Linked DNA regions of Hordeum vulgare: region 1 is linked to region 2. Evidence: chromatin contacts called from public Hi-C data. All regions are on one chromosome and are shown on one strand. The core of a region is the stretch at or near the end of the contact, and the rest is flanking DNA. Distances in the headings are between cores, read along the strand shown.

The links. Hi-C and Micro-C count contacts between places; a contact is called where the count stands out from the background.
Region 1: a Hi-C map of leaf shows a contact between it and region 2, with 5 times the contacts expected there. The contact joins the promoter of LOC123408894 here to the promoter of LOC123413575 in region 2. A contact is called at or near these places in 4 of 6 Hi-C or Micro-C datasets (leaf and seedling) and 1 of 1 datasets of contacts at active chromatin or transcription factors (embryo).

Annotation. Positions count from the first base shown.
Region 1 is chr7H:215,303,288-215,308,568 of MorexV3_pseudomolecules_assembly, reverse strand. It overlaps LOC123408894 (chitin elicitor receptor kinase 1-like), which reads right to left and starts at 3,441. Exons shown (of 11, transcript XM_045101925.1): 1 at 2,640-3,441. The coding sequence starts at 3,285.
Region 2 is chr7H:215,024,067-215,029,511 of MorexV3_pseudomolecules_assembly, reverse strand. LOC123413575 (UPF0481 protein At3g47200-like) reads right to left here and starts at 2,855. Exons shown (of 1, transcript XM_045106510.1): 1 at 1,253-2,855. The coding sequence starts at 2,831. The coding sequence ends at 1,332. It overlaps LOC123413574 (glycine--tRNA ligase, mitochondrial 1-like), which reads right to left. Exons shown (of 9, transcript XM_045106509.1): 4 at 5,252-5,445; 5 at 4,866-5,090; 6 at 4,646-4,705; 7 at 4,295-4,375; 8 at 3,792-4,197; 9 at 2,948-3,561. The coding sequence ends at 3,326.

The DNA of each region.
Region 1 (5,281 bases), core at 2,192-4,691, 280 kb before region 2:
CAACTGCTGGCTGGTCCGATCCAGCAGGAAGAAGCAGGAGAGGATCCGGATCGGGATCGAGGCAAGAAGCAGCAGGAACTGCCGGCTGGTGTGCTCCACAGGAAGAGACGGGACGGGAACTGCAGGCTGGTGCGAGGACTGCCGGCTGGTGCGCTCCACAGGAAGAGACGGGACGGGAACTGCAGGCTGATTCGATCCACGGGAAGGAATCCGGCGACCTGATGAAGACCGGCAGGAGGGGATCCGGATCGGAACAGGCAGGAGACGAGATTGGATCGGAGCACGAGTTGCGCATGCAAAAAAAAATAACCTAAGGCTCTAATACCATGTTAGGAAAGCAACTTATGTTTATTGAAGGCCCAAGGAGCATATATATATTACACAAGACTTGAGGTGCAAGGAAAGTAAACATAGACTAATAAGGACTCTAGACTAATACTAATAGACTAATAAGGACTCCTAGACTAATACTAATACTTCCTAACAGCATCTTATCAGAAGGTTGATGGATATACAACTCTCTGATGAGTCTGATAGCCTCCATTGGAAGTTAACTATGAATGGTACCTTCTCGGTAAAATCTATGTATTTGGACCTAATTGATTCAGATCCGATACCAAAATCGATACATATTTGTAAGGTCAAAGTACCCTTACGAATCAAAGTCTTCATGTGGTTTGTTCACTAAGGATAATTTGGCCAAACGTAATTGGGAGGGTAGTCAAAGATGTAGCTTTTGTGATCATGATGAAACCATCAAACGCCTCTTTCTCGATTGTCCCCTGGCCAAGATTTTATTGCGTTCAGTTCATATAGCCTTTAATATCACACCTCCAGATAGTATACACACGTTATTTGGGACGTCGTTAAATGGAGTAGATACTAATAGTGCGAGACATATTCGGATAGGAATATGTGCATTACTATGGGCTATTTGGAACTGCAGAAATGACATGGTGTTTAACAGACAAAATCATACAATTTTTTTGCAGGTCATCTACAGGGCCACTGCTTGGATCCGTATGTGGTCGTTACTCACCCCTGCGGAACCAGGGAGCCTTTGGTTACTATGTCTGTCCTGTGGGAGATGGTAGCTTGGGATATCTACAACCGGTTTGGATGACAGTCCAGGATATGTGTTTAGTCATCTAGTCTTATTTTCGCCGATTGTGGCTCTTTTTGACTTCTAATAGCTTTTATTTTCAGCTCGGTGCATGCTTGTTATGGATCACAGACTGTTTGGATTATTTCATTGATAAAAGGGCTGCATGCATCTCTCTGATGCATAGGCCGCGGTATTCCTCCTTTTCTAAAAACAAAAACAGTATCACTCTACAACTGAGTACGAAACTGCATAACACACTTCCCTAGTACGGCAATTAGTCCCCAATACTCCCCCATTTCAGTCAGCTAACCAAAGCTAAAATTTAACCGAATTCCCCACAATTCAATTTGAATAGCAGCACTATTCACGAATTATGCAAAGATTGTCTATCCCCCCCCCCCCACGGAAATATTAGGCAATTTTCTTACCGAGGTACCGTATCCTACATACCTAAAAGAGTGATCCCCACTACTTCTAATTATCTCAATATGCGTGCATCCACATCATCAAAATTGTTGTAGCCATTAGATTTAGGACCCGAATATCCAGCAAACGCCAGATTTTTAGGCATGGCAAATAGGAAGTTTTTCATGGCAAATTATGTTTATCGAGGGTGGCAAATTTAGTTGGCGAGCATGGCAAGTCTGCCTCAGTTTATTTTTTTGCCAGAAAACTGTCATGCTTGCCAACTAGATTTTCCAACCTCATGCCAACATAAATTGCCATGAAAAAGTTTCATGCCATGCCAAAAATCTGACATAAGATTTTTAGCATTTTCATAGATTTACTAGGTTGATCACCTAACATCCGTCTGATCTACGCATGAGAATCATCTACTATGCAACATGCATTAGCGCATTTTAAGTGGGCTTTTAATTAAATTGCATTTAATTGTGACATGCACAACTTTTCATGGTAAGATTTTTTTTTGCTTATGCAGAAATTTCTCACATAGTTTAAATGTAAGGACTTAATTAGTATTCTACATAATATTTTAGAAACTATATATATCCAATTCTGCGGCAACACGAGGGGTATCGTCTACTATGCAGAATTGGCATGACCCAACCCACAGAATCAGCAACATGGAGCAATAGTAATCAACATGTTGCAACAAAATGGCACATGAAGGAAGAAATATGTGCGGTCAGCACCACAATCAGAGCTCAATTGGTCCATTCTACACCCACAAACATTAATATAGCTGGAATTTGACAACCCAAAACGATTTTTAATTCCCATTTTATAACGCCATGACGAATTTTGAACAGAGTACCAATATCACTCTACAACTGAGCATGAAACTGCACACCACACCTGTCTAGAGCAACAATTTATCCCCGATACACCTCCATTTCAGTCAGCTATACCAAGATAAAATTTAACTGAAATCCCCACACTTCAATTCGAATAGCAGCACTATTTGAATATGATTCCCAATATTCCCCAATTCAATTCAATTCAATTCAATCTAACTGAAACTGCACGCCACAGCTGAGTCAGCTGAATCTATAAGGGAGTTGCGAAGCCTCACCTTTGGCTGGGATATACACGATGCCGCTCCCGGTGACACCATCCATCCCGGGGTTATACTTTCTGAGCAGGTCCATCTGCTCCGGCGAAGAGAAGCTATGGTTGGCGGCGACGGATGCGAGCGTCTCCCTGTCCCTGAGCGGGTATGTGAGGAAGAGGCCGTAATCCGTGGAGATTCCGGCGTCGCCGCACGAGCAGTTGACGGTGACGTTGACGAAGCCGACGTCGGGGATGTTGTTGGCCGGGTACGTGTTTGTGGCCTCCAGCCAGCCGGGGGTGGTGAGGTTGTTGAAGTTGTCTGCGATGCTGGTGTAGGTTTCACCGGAGGTGACTTTGTAGGGGATGGAGGCGGCGAGGAAGGTGGAGGCCGGGTCAGACAGGCTGGCGAGGCACCGGCAGGGGAAGTAGACGTTGAGGCGGTCCCCTGCGGCAACGAAGTCGAGATTGCGTATCGCGGGGTTGTACCTGCCGAGCACTCGGTAGTCGGAGAACCCGAAGAGCTGAGCGATGTAGGTGACGTTCTGGTTGGACGCGACGTAGTAGGAGCCGAGCGCGAGGTCGCAGCCCGAGGTGCAGCCGTCCCTCGCCGCGGTGGCCGCCGCCGCGGCCAGGAGGAGGAGGAGCAGGCGGAGGAGCGGAGCTTCCATGGAAGCGGAACCCTAGCGGGAGGGGCGGGAGAAGCTTGGCACCATTCGACAGTCTGTAGCCAGAGGGGATGGGTTGGGAGCGACTAGCGAGGTGGAGAAGACGCTGACGCGTCGGGGAGTTTGATTGACTCGCGACCGGGCGCTCGGCGGTTAGGCCACGGCGTTTCACTGCCAGCCAGCCAGCGGGAGGTGGACGCGGTCGTGCCGGGGAAGCGCCGCGCGGTCAAACGGAGCGTGCTACAAATTCCTGAGGTCCCGCCGGGCACGGGGCGGTGTCCCATCCGGCCGAAATGTCCCCGTCGCGCTCACGCGTACTAATGCTAATTGCGAGATTAGGCTCTAACCCTTTTTAAGCGTATTTAGGCTCTAACCTGCTGCACCACTGTAATGTAATTACACGTTCGCTTCTGGATTAAATGAGTGGTAGTAGAATAATTCATGACAAAGCAACTCCCTTCGAGGTACTTATGTATATACTGTATGTATGCTGCCTCCGGAACCTCCCCCGGCCGCCGTCGGCACGTCGGCCGGTGACATTTGGAGCTATTCGTTTCGGGGATTGTTTGGGACTTGGGCGCCGACGGCGGCGTCCTGTGCTCTGGAACTACCATCTGGAGCAAAGCTGGACGGCGGGTGTTTCATGCGGTGGTTCGTCATTCGCTGGCTTGACATTCCCCGTCCAATTATATCCACTAATTATATGGCGTGTTGGGGAGGGGGAGAAAGAGAAACTGGTTTATCAGAGTTGTTATTTTAGCACCGTTGTCTGATTGAGACGCGTGCATGACGTGCTTGTCTGTTTAATAGACAGCGAAATCGAAAATGTGGAATAGAATCAACGAGATTTATTCCACGCCTTCCGACGATATGTATTCAATGAGAAAAGACGTATCCGTCGACTATGAAAGCGCGTGTAGCGACGGAAGCACTCACACACAACACCACACCCCCACAAGTACGGTTACCAAGGGCTCCTGCGATCTTGCCGGCGATGGCGGCGCTTCCCTAGTTTCCTCGGCTACGTTTGGGGACGATGATCCTCACGATCCCGTCTCTCCTGTTTCTCCGCCGCTCCCGCACTTTACTATCTTCGACGTCTACGCGCAGTCGAGCGTGGTCGTTACTAAGATGGCGGAGGAGGAGGCGAACTATGGAGTTTCGGTTCCTGGTGGTACTTCAATGCCAGGAGGAGATTTGTCGATCCGCGTTTTGGATCAGGCTGCTAAGGGTAAAGCATCAGTTGCGAAGGAATCTGCATCATCTTCTGCGGGGGACAACGCGGCGGCTATGCTTGATCGTCTCAATCTCACAACTCAGGAGCCTACAGCGTTTGTTCTCGAGGAGGATGACGAGGATTACCCTGGCTGTCTGTCATGGGCGCTAGTTGGGAAGGTTTTGGCTCCTAACACTCTTCATGTTTCAACGATCAAGGCTGCTCTTAGGCCTGCGTGGGGAAACCCTAGGGGTTTGGAGTTTCATCTGTTGGGAGCAAATAGATTTCTAGCTGAATTTGGAAGCAAGGCAGACAAGGATCGGGTGAGCGATGGATCGCCATGGACGATTAGCAAGCATTGTATTATGTTGAAGGAATTTGACCCTTCACTCAAGCCCAGTGATGTCTGCTTTGATACTCTTTCAATGTGGGTTCGTATTCTGAATCTCCCTTTTGGACTTATGAATGATGATCGTGGCAAAGCTTTGGCATCCACGTTGGGCAAAGTGGAGAGGATGGATGTCGATGACAAAGGGCGTGCATGGGGTGATTACATGCGTGTAAGGATCTTTGTTGATGTCAATCAACCATTGATGCGATGTGTGTCAGTGTTTTCTCATAAGCGGAGAGTGACTGATGTTTACGAGGTGAAGTATGAACGGTTGTCGTTGTTTTGGTTTTCCTATGGTTGTGTGGGGCACTCGTCTGTTGTGTGTCCAACGCCAGGGGAACGTGATGCTGAGGGTCTCCTTCCGTATCATAGTTCTAGACTTTGTGCCTCAG
Region 2 (5,445 bases), core at 1,606-4,105:
AGATGAGCCGGAACCCAACGCATGCTCGGATTAAAAAAGGTCGACCGCGGCCACTGACGCGTGGGCCCGTGGAGGGCGGCCGTCATAAATTATGTTGACCGCGGGTGGTTGGGGCGGACACCGAGAGGGCGCGCGCATACACTTCGCATGTGCACCGACGCATTTCAGTCCCAAATTTCGGCCGAAAATGGATCGGCGCGGACGCGAAGCGGACGTGTTTTGGCAATGCGTCGGCGCGTTGGGCCATCAGTTTTGTCCGCCCCCAAACGGATGACGGTGAACGAAATGGATCGTCCCATTGAAGTTGCTCTAACTACATTTTTACAATAAAAAAGTCTACATGTTTGATCAAAATAAAGATACTTTGATTTTAAATAAAATTTATATGCAAACTAAAAAACTGGAATGTAAAAAACAGCCAATGCCCATTTTCGGTGAGATTTTGGCAAGTTCTATGGTCGAAGGTCACGGGATCCCGTCTGCGCACGGCGGAATTTCCTTGTTGATTCTGATGAGTTCCATGACTAAAGGTCATGGAAACCCCGTGTATGCATAGAATTCTCTTGTCGCTTAGCATTGACCGGTTTACAACTCATCCTCAATTTTTCCTTCAAAACGGTAAGGTTGGCGGGGTGGATTCTCACGTGCATGTAAAAATTTACGGGTTTGGTCTCTTTTAAGGAAAACGCTTTCACCCGGTACATCGGTCGAACCGTTCGGACGGTCGCGCGCGGGCTGTGCGCGATCGCTGACTGGGCATGCAACATTTTTTCGTTTAAATTGTTGTAACCAGCGTCATTTTTGCTCCAAGCGTTATTTTTTTTGCTACATTTATCCTGTAAAAAAACTGCATATATGTTTGGTTGCAACTCCAGTTCGTCGGATTTTTCGTTACAATCGATGTTTTTTACTTTTGGTACAACCGTGTTAATTTTTGCTACAATCGGCATCATTTTTTCTTGCAACCGTTCACTAAAAAAGTTGCATGCAAGTCACGTAAATATTTGTTACAACCAGCGTTTGACTTTTGCTACCACGCACCATCAGCTTCGTTTTTTGTTATGATCACGTAAATATTTTTTTTTCTATAAATTTTATTTTTTGTTGCAACCGTTGAAAAAATTACTACATCGCATCGAATTTTTGTTGCATCGAGGAAAAAAATATTGCATGGAGATCCAACGGTGCGGACGCGCACGGTTGATGGATCGTGCGGTCCGTTATTTTATACGGGCTTGACCACTTATAAGGAGTGCTAGAGTTAACTTCAATGGTGGCATCACTCGATATTTCCCCGGTGCATGCATGAATCCAGGATGATGGATCGATGATTAATGGTGGTAATACGGCAATACGGTGTACACGGTCTGCACGACGGTGAGAACGAGCAGGAGCACGGCGGCAGCGGCGGACATGCTCGTCCACGGGTTGCTGAAGTAGTCGTGAGCGAGCACGGCTCGGTGACGGTTCCAGCTGCGGCCGCAGTACTCCTTCACCTCGCGGAACATGTCGGCGTAGCAGTTGTTGGTAACACCCGGCGTGCCGGCGGCGGCACCGCCGCAGAGCTCACCAAGGTGCGCGTAGAACGCCGCCGTCTCCTCGTCCCCCTTGACGAACACCCCGGCCCGCTGCAGGATCTTCACGTCGCGCCGCCCGTGCGCCGCCACCGACGCCATGAGCACCACGTAGCTCATGAGCCGCTGCAGCTCCCACCGGCCCCGGCTCTGCTCGTATGCTAGGAGGTTGGCGAACATGGCGCGGTTTGTGTAGCTTTCCACGGCTGGGATCTCGAGCACGCCGTCGCGGGCGCGGAAGGTCACGTCGACAAGGCTCCGGGGCGACTTCTTGGCCCGGAACGTGATGCCGGCGTCCTCCAGCTCCGACGCCGAGGGGAGCAGCCACGGCAGGCGTTCGTCCATGGGCTTGGCCAGCCACTCGTTGAACGCCTCGTCCTCGGCCATCTTGCTGTCGCCGCCACCGGCGGGAGGGACGGCGGCGCCCTCGTCTTGTGGTGGGAGGAACCAGTGGTAGTAGAGGTGCAGCAGGTGGAGGATCTCGCCGTCGGGGAGCGTGGCCGTGGAGGCATCCTGCGGGGTCTCGACGGTGAGGTACTTGGCGAGGAGGCTGGTGACAAAGTGGTCGCGTCCTCGTCCGCCGGTGGCGATGGCGTAGAAGCGCTCGAGGACGAAGAAGGGGAGCTGGTTCTCCAGGAGGAAGAGGTCGCTGTAGACGTTCTGCATGGCCCAGGCGGCGTCGATGAGCGCGTCGGCGGCGCCGTCCTCGCCCTTGAGGAAGAACTCGACGATGAAGCAGCCGTCGAGGAGGAGCATCTCGGCGAAGTCCCGCTGAGGGAGGTGGTCCTCGGTGGGCTCAGCGTAGCGTCGGCGCGCCGCGGGCTCGAGGTCCCGCGCGGCGCGGGCGTAGGACGCGAGCGGCGCGTCGCCCCGTGCGAGGAGATCGCGGAGGTAGCGCCACTTGTGCTCCTCCATGGCGCGGAGGCGGGCGGCGCCCCGGTGGAAGGGGCCGACGGAGACCATCTGCGGCTCGTAGAGGTGGCGGTTGCGGTCGCGCATGGGCCCCGCCACCCGGAAGATGGTGAAGGGCTCGCTCTCGTGCGGCTTCCCCGGAAGCGCGTCCAGGCGCCGCTGCATGCGGGATGCCATCTCTTCGTCCGCCTCCTCGCCGACGGCCGTGCTGCTCTCCTCCAACCTGCTCTGCATGGACGTGGACATCTCCTCCGCCTCTGCGTGTTTGTTTCCCTTCCCGGGCATAACGGTGACCTCGTCGTCGTGATCCGCCGTGGCGAGCAGTGGCTGGGCTGCGGGGTCCATCTTCACCTATAGCAGCTGGGGAGGCAATGGCGATGTCCGTGCAACAGGCCGTGTTAAACAGGCGTCAAAGATACTGGAGGAGAATGCGTGGGAGACCCGGAGCCACCCAACAAGACTTCCAACAACACATGGGTGGCTTGAAAAATCTTTGACTCTCCACAAAAGATGCCACAAGTAGGTGAAAGATTGAAAATTCAATAGCTTCATTACAACTTACTCCTTAAGGAATACTCAAAATGATGTCAATTCCACTCCGTCCCAAAATAAGTGTCTTAAGCTTAGTACAAATTTATAATAAAGCTAATACAAAGTTGAGACAGTTATTTTGAGACAGAGGGAGTATATGGTAAAACATTCTCAAAATGTATAGGCGTCTGCAGCAAGTATTCATACAGAGCTCGCATCAACAGCAGTACGGTTTCAACCGGGCAACTGGAAGATGAATGACGTTTTGATGGTCTGGACGGGGTCGGTGCAAACTGTAGCCAGACAACTCACTCCTGGTCAGCTTGGGGACCGATATGGCTGGGATACTTGAATGAGATATCGGTCCACGTGCTTTGTCCTTCTGTCAGCTCCTTCACCACCGATGCCACCTCGTCGATGCCCACCCTCACCTGCTGCTTGCTGTCCCTCTCTCGGATCGTCACCTCCGTTGCAGAATCGACCGTTACTGCAAAAGGAACACCGATCTCGTCCGTCCTTGCATACCTCCTCCCGATAGAAATGCCTTCACAAGCAAATAATAATATGAGCATGTGCAGTTAGTAATCCTTGGTGTTATGTCCAATGATGATTTGGACAGCTATTCAACCACATCATCTTCCATCATGAAATTGCATGATATACTTCGTGGTATGACAACCAATGCTTTTTAAGTTTCTTTATTTAAGAGAAGAGAAGCTAATAAAGGTAATGGTCGAGAAACTATTTTCCTGCTCGATATGGTATATCACGTACCAGTCGTGTCAATAATGTGTGAGATGCCTGCGGCTGTTAATTCTTTAGCAAGCACTTTGGCGGCATCATCAAACTCTTGATTCTTTACCAGCGGGAACACAGTGCACTTGATAGGAGCCACGATAGGAGGGAACCGGAAGACATTCAGCTGTTCCTCTTCTGATTTGCTAGGTCTTGTGTAGAAGGAATGTTCAAACAGACAATAGATTATCCTCCCTATGCCAAATGAGGGTTCAACAACTGAAGGGGTGAAGACTCGCTGGTGCTCCACCTTCTTCTCCATACTGATCGATACCATTTTCTTTGTAATCACCACGTCCTTTCCAAGTGTGCAAACTTGGAAGTTCATCTCCCCCTTAGATTCCAATGCAGCCTTCATGTCCATTGCTTCCTTTTCACTCATAGCCTGATTGTCCAAGAATAAAGTCAACAACAAAAGTTTCTACTTTGATAGACAGGATAAAACGCCTAAGAAACTGCAGACAGAGCACAAGATGTGTTACCTCCAATGCTTCAACCACCATCTTCTGATTGCCCTTGAAAGCAAGCCCTAGGTCTTTCTTTGAGGGCACGATAACAAGTTTCTGTAGCAGCAAGGAAATTCAGATATATTAATGCTAGACCTAATTGATTATGCGTTAAAGGGCAAAGACTATAATAATGTCATCAAAGAATGCTTCTTGATGAACTTGTAAGATACTTAAGGAGCAAAAATAAAACATAACAAGTAGCACACATTATTTAATGGTACTCCCTCTGTACCATAATATTTGTCGCTGGGGGATGCTGTACAGAGGGTGTACATTATTAGTGACTCCAAAAATACTGAAGAATCAAGACGGTAGATAACTCACCTCAACTTCTCTAGGCTTTGAAAACTTTTCATGAGCAACAAGTGGAACACCACTTTTCTCCTATGATACACCAATCAGGAAAGCATGATCAACATTAGTTGCACACTCAAGAAAAGTGGAGCTAAATATATTAAAGGAGCTACTTCAATTTCAATTCCAACATGTCCAAAGGACTAAAATCAGTAACTGCAAATTATTCATGGATGTGATATAGGCTTACAGAATGAGCTTTTAAATCATATGCAGATCTATCTGCAATGCCCACACACTCTATCCATCCATAAGAACACTCAATCTCCGCATCCCAGCAGTCAGCGGCATAATGAGCCATCTCATTAGGTAGATGCTGTCTGAAGCGCAATTTGCTCTTATCAATTCCCAAACGTGTCAGGAAAAGATAGACCCTTCCAATAAAGTAACCAAGTGTCTCATTATTAACAGTTCCCTGTAAGGAAGAAACATATAGTAAGTTCATGAAATGGAAGCAAACCACCTCTAATCCGAAATGGAAGAAGATGACAAATGACTAACTCAACCGCCTCTAATGAAGAAGAAGAAAAAAACAACTGACTCAGCCAAAAGATAAAATAGACGTCAAGCTCAAACCTTCGAAACTGCTTCCGCAAGCTTCGTTAACTTGGCCGACTCCCCTGAGAGCTGCAGCTCTCTCGGAAACATCAAAAACTCCAAATCAGCAACATCAACAAACTTGGGATGTGACTTATCCTCAGGATCTACAAAGTGCTCAATCTCGGCCAATGTGAATTCACGCACTCGTAGAAGACCTTGACGCGGAGAGA